2 separate regions of the Rattus norvegicus genome follow, and region 2 is linked to region 1. The links are chromatin contacts, called in public Hi-C maps. All regions are on one chromosome and are shown on one strand. Each heading gives the region's core, a stretch centred on a gene start, on an enhancer-like site or on the middle of the called end of the contact. The rest is flanking DNA. Distances are from core to core; before and after follow the strand shown.

Region 1 (3,071 bases), core at 505-3,004:
GTCTGGCTTGGCTCTGGGTTAAGACGTTACAAATGATGCTCTTGTGGGTCTTCTTGGGCGTTTCTGTTCTGAACAGCGCACCTGACAGTGTACCTAATTGTGAAATAATAATTTAAAGAAGTATCTGTCCTGATAGTATATTGCACCAGCAGAATATTAGGTGGGTTTTTTTCTTTGTTTGGTTAGTTGGTTTGGTTTGGTTGGTTGTTTTGTTTTTTTCCCCTTGAGCAGGGCCGCACTTTGTACAGTCCTGGCTGGCCTGGAAGTAGACCAGGCTGGTCTCAAACTCACAGAGATCTGCTTCCTCTGCCTCCTGAGTGCTGGGATTAAAGATGTGAGCTACCATGCCCAGCTCCTATCATGGTTGTCTCTCTGTCTCTCTGCTCTCCTCCGTCTCTGTCTGTCTGTCTCTCCCTTGTTCTCTTTTCCAGGATGGAAAAAGAGGACTGAGGTCTACTCTCAGACCCTTGAGACCCTGACAGTCTCTTGCTCCAGCCTTGCTGGTCCTGTGTGGGGAAGCCTCATGGTGGCTCTGATTGATGGGCTACCTGTAATGTGGATAGCATCACTGTTGCTTTAATGACCATTGAGGTTTCTGCTCATTTTTCTACTGGTGTGGAATTGAGCATGTTTGATTAGGTCTCGGAGAATGCAGAAATGAGCTCAAGAAGAACTACAGAGGATTTCTGGTGGTCTGTTAAAAGCCAGCATTCCCCAGGAACTTGTTTTCTAACTGAGGAAAGGAGTTGCTTCCCTTGCTTCTGGCAGAAGAAACACATGGCTCTCCAGTGACAAGTAACTGTGGCACCACCAGCATGCTGAAGCCCATGCTAGCTTCCAGGCTCCTGCAGTCCCTATTCACCATCCCCACCACTTCTTTTCTATACTCCTAGGCCTGCTCCAGCTCACAGACTTCCCTCCCCACAGCTACTCAGCCTCCTTATACCCCAGACTTTCCCATATCCCATTTTCCTAACCTTAGCCATGTCCAATCTGATTTTTATTCTCTCTGCTCTGGATCTTCCAGAAGTCTCTGGATATTTCCTCTCTTTTACTCACAATAAAACCTTCCACCCTAATAATCAAGTGGTCATTTTGGTAGTTTCTGTATTACACACACACACACACACACACACACACACACACACACACATATGGGTATATGTGCATATACAAACATACACCCATAAATATGTTTATTGTTTTGGGACAATTTTTAAAATATTCTCACATGAGTCATTTGTTACATACATGAATTTTATATTAACGATTTTCCGTATCCTGTAGCTCACCCTCAAATACTTTTGTTCTTTTTGTGTTTGTTTGTGGTCTCATGTATTCCCAAGCTGGCCTGAAGCTCTCCATGTAGCTAAAGCTATTCTTGAACTTCTGATCCTCCTGCCTTTATCTCCCAAGTGCTGGACGTCAGGTGTGCATTTAACACGCCTGCTAACTGCAGGGACAGGGACTGTATCCCGACGCCCATACATGCTAGGCAGGGGCTCTACCAACTGGGCTACGTCCTTAGTCCTCTTTTTCGGTGTTTTTGACAAGCCTGTCTTCTAAGCATGATCTTAGATTGTGAGTACTTGATGTCTACTTCCCAACAGAGTTATGACGTCATTTCCTCTGGGCCCCCTATAACACTTTCTGATTCCCCTGTCTTCAGAACAACATCCTCCCAGATACACTAAATGCCCTTGGCATTCAAAGTACCTGTCCCTGTCCTTCCAGGGCCAGCCTTTCCCGTGGGGCAGATCTAGTTTCAGGTTCTGGCACCTTGCAGTCTTCTCAGGCTTCTCTGAAGCTGCCCCTTTGTACCCGATGGTGCTCTGAAAGTAACTTTAGGAGGTCCAATTAATTGGCTTCTAAGTGACCTTGTGGAATCTTTGACTGTGCATTGAATCCCCCTATGTTTTCCCAGCTCTTTCTGTCTTACCCACCTAGCACCAAGAGCTTGTTGCTTGTTGCTAAAAGGGCTGAAGCATTAAGGCAGAATTGTGAGTCATCTCTGTGATTTAGTGCCATCTTGTCAATCTGCGAAGAGCATCAGGGGATTGTACTATGGAAAAATGAAATGCTTTTGTCAAATTGATATGAAATCCAAAGAATAATTATTGAGTTCCTGATACCTGTCAGTCTGTGTTCCAGACGCTGCAGAAGTGACACAGGAAGAAAGGCAGACATGGATCTTTGCACGTACAGAGCTTGTGTTTTGTATTGAGGGACAGATGGTAAACAAGTCAGATAGGTACATTTAGCATATTGAGCGACATGTGCTAAAGGAAAAAGAAGAGGTCTTACGATAGTGCCGATGACTTGTAGCTTTTTGTGAAATCTTCAGGCCAGGGCTCACTAAAAATGAGTGGGTGTACAGACCTGCTTGATGTTCTATGGAGCAATGTCTCTGACCAAGGAACTCACTTCATAGCTGAAGTACAGCAGGAACCATAGAGAATTATGCTTGCTGGCTAGAGGCATACACAGCTAACCTTCCCATTAGTTCAGGACCATCTGTCTAGGGAATGATGCCACCCATAGTGGACAATTACCAATCAAGAGACTCCCCCTAGAGACATGCCCACAGGCAATTTTTTTCTACTGAGGCTTCCTTCCCAGATAATTGTGTCAAGTTAATAGTTGAAGCTAACCAGGTTATGGTCAAGAGCTAAGAGAAGAGAACAATAAGCACAAAGGTCTTGAAGAGGAAGTATATCTCACATTCAGAGTGGCTCACAGTGAGGGGAAAAGGCAGGGGAAATGTGAAAGAGGTCAAAGATGTATCAAGGGTCCTTAAACTATATACATTGTGGTGTAAGGCTACACCAGTTCAATCATTATACCCAGAGGCCAAGTTCCCCTTTGTATACACAAGGAAGATGAATACAACATAGGGGCTATTAAGAACAGGACACTGTAAAATATCAATGTGGATGTTTTTATCATAATTTTTATATGTAAACAATGTCTCAGTAAAGGTAACTAAAAGGTAAACCTACTTTTTGGTAGTAATGGTGGTATGTGCCTCTAATCCCAGAACTTGGGTGGTTGAGGCATGAGGGTCATGAGTT
Region 2 (2,954 bases), core at 450-2,949, 91 kb before region 1:
ACCAGCTGCTTCACCTGTCAGGACCCAAGGAGAGCAGGATGAGAGGCCATCTCTGGTTTCATAAGAGTGGCCAGGGGATGGGCTCACCATCAGATGTTAAGCCACTGGGGTTTGAAGAGGGAGAAAGGGGAAAGAGGGAAGACAAGGATAGAGGCTTGGGGAACAGAGCGGAGAGAGAGTCGTGCTGAAGGGACTAGTCCTGACTGTTACCTTATAACACCAAGGGAGCTCTGAAAGGGCAGCTTAGTCAAGGGATTTAAGAGTCTATCCAAGGGCTGTTCCTCAAAGAGGAGTTCTCTCCCTGTGGCACCAAGCCCATGGGGGCTGGGACCACAGTGCAGAATCATGAGCTTGAATGTGGGGAAGAGTGGCATCTTTATTTTCATGTTCCCTGATCAAAGGTTAGCGTTTCCTTCATCTATGGATGTGGGCATCAGGATTCAGTAGAACCCATGACTGCCACACAGCCACCAGGCATCCCTATGCCAGGCGAGCCCCTGCAACTGTCTCGAGGTCGACACATACACTCCGGTCTATTTCAAGGTCATCGGGTTGCCATTGCATCCTCTTGTAAATGTGTTCCTTCATAAGGAGGCAGGGCACGTACTTCACCATATCCTGACTTTATTCAGTGGGGTTGTTAAACCTAAGGTCTGCCACTGAGCCCATCTCAACCTTTTTTTTTCACTCTATAATGTGAGTCATGACCTGGGTTAGCCTTAAACTTGATTGGTTGCCCAGGGTGACCTTGAAATTTTGATCTCCAGCCTCCCAAAAAGGACTACAGGCCTGCCAGGCCTGGGTTTTTAAAGTTTATTTTATATTTTATTCTCTCTCTCTCTCTGTGTCCCCCGCCCCCCCCCGTGTATGTGTGTGCGTGTGCGTGTGTGTGTGTGTGTGTGTGTGTGTGTGTGTGTGTGTGTGTGCAGGATAGCATTTATGTGCAAACCAGAGGACAACTGTGTGCTCTCTTCTCTCCTTCTTCCTCTACGTGGGTTCTGCGGATTGGACCTAGGGCCCCAGACTTGCGCAGCAAACGCCTTCACCCACTGAGGAGCCATCTCAGGCCAGGATTTTAAAATGTTTCCCTGAAAGTATTACTATCATAACCAATATTTACTTTGCCAAAATTTACAATACTTTCTTTAAGGGAAATAACTTCTATTGTTTTTCTTCACAAATCACAGAGGTTGCCAAACAGCAGGACCATTCAACACGTCTATAAAATCTGGAAGGGAGGGAAGTCGGAGGGTGATGCTGAATTAGGTCATCCTCCATCCCAAGGTCTTCCTTCCTTCCTTCCTTCCGCATAACCCTTCCCTCATCCCATCACCAACCCACAGACCGCCTTGCCCTCCCCCATCAACCCACACCCCCCACGCCGGCCCGCGGCTGCCCACCTTGTCCCACTTGTTGCGCAGCTCGTCCATGGTGACAGTGCTGTAGGGGTTGCTGGAGCTGATCCGGATACTGTAGCTCTGGATCACCTTCTCCACCTCATTCTGGATGGCTAGGATGGACTGCCGCTCCCCATCGGCCTCGGGCAGCGTGGCCTTGAACTGCTCATGTGCGGTGATCAGACTCTACAGCAGGGGGCAGTGCAGAGAACCAATCCGACTGGGGCATCAAATGCGCGTTTATCTTTAGACATGATCTCAAGTAACCAGACTGGCCTCGAATGTCACGTGTGACCCTGAACTCCTGATTCTCCTTCTCCAATCCCAGCTTCTGGGATTGCAGGCATGTACCACTGCGTTCAGACGTTTAGTGTAAACCTTGTGTGTGTTTACGGGTATCCAGAGGGCAGAGGTCCATCTTGTTTGACAGGGACTTTCACTGGCCTGGCCGCTCTCTCTTTGGGTCAGTCTGGGACTACAAGCATATGCTTTCATGCCCAATTTTTTTTAAAATGTAGATTCTTGGGAATTGAACTTATGACTTTGTACCCACAAGGCAACACTTTACTGACTAAACCCAGGCTTCATGACATATCTTTTGTTAAAAAACAAATGTATATTTTCTTTGTAATCTATTGTAGCCCAAATTCATCATAAATGGATTATGAATAAACAGGGTCCTGGTCACTTGACAGTAACTTTTCTCCCTAACACTAAAGCCAGCAAGCTAATTTATAGACTTGAATGTTCTGAAGAGATATACAAGTAGAACACTTTGGGTTGGCGGGGAGCAGGTGCTATCTTGGAGGTGCTTTTGTATGGGTGTGCTCATGTGTGCTACATGCATATTGGTGTTCGTGGGAACCAGAGGTCAACATCAAGTGTCTCCCTCAATCTAGAACCTCATTTTCCTTTTAGAAAGGTGCATTTTACTTTTGTACGTGTGTGTTCACGCATGACATAGAATGTCGTGTGGAGGTCAGAGGACAACTTGTAGGAGTCAATCCTGCCCTTTCACCTCGTGGATTCTGGTGACTTAACTCAGGTCGGCAGGACTGGGGGGCAAGTGCCTTTACTAGAAGAGCCATCTTACTAGCCCAGAACCTTAGGTCTTATACTCACATTAAGTCATACACATATGCATATATATGTGTAATGGAAACAGAAGAGGGGCCATTTGAGAAAAGGATGGAAATTAGCAGATATGGGGATAAGAGAGGGTGACGCAGAATAAATACTTCGTCTGGTACAGGATACACTTGAACCAAAAGCATCCCTTCACACAGCAAATACACACTAACGGAAGGAGGACAAGCTTGAGCCCCTCACCTGGATCTCCTCAATGCTGTGGACGATGAACATGTCCTGCAGGTCCTCCATGGCGCCCTCCATCCAGTTGTTGAAGGGCGCAGCTCTCTTGGCAAACTCCAGGTGCAGCTGGTCAATTGTTTCTAGCAACTTCTCGGTTCTCTGAAGATTGAAGAGAAGCAAGTGTTATCTCAGATTAAATACACTTTCTAAAAATCCCAAGATGTGCAAACACATGGAATATGTCTC

What was found. A called contact is a pair of places that touch in the nucleus more often than the background predicts.
Region 2: a Hi-C map of psoas muscle shows a contact between it and region 1, with 4 times the contacts expected there. The contact joins two enhancer-like sites. A contact is called at or near these places in 5 of 12 Hi-C or Micro-C datasets (Schwann cells, hepatocytes, liver and 2 more).

The regions. Positions count from the first base shown.
Region 1 is chr17:62,800,139-62,803,209 of GRCr8, reverse strand. No RefSeq gene overlaps it. Among named protein-coding and RNA genes, the nearest start is that of Heatr1, 16 kb to the right of the region's middle. Within about 2 kb of position 1,754, at least 2 of the 93 cell types and tissues checked have an H3K27ac peak or open chromatin away from gene starts, as enhancers often do.
Region 2 is chr17:62,891,501-62,894,454 of GRCr8, reverse strand. Actn2 (actinin alpha 2) reads right to left here. Exons shown (of 21, transcript NM_001170325.1): 14 at 2,727-2,867; 15 at 1,401-1,583; 16 at 1-14. Among named protein-coding and RNA genes, the nearest start is that of Trnas-aga47, 9.7 kb to the right of the region's middle. Within about 2 kb of position 1,699, at least 2 of the 93 cell types and tissues checked have an H3K27ac peak or open chromatin away from gene starts, as enhancers often do.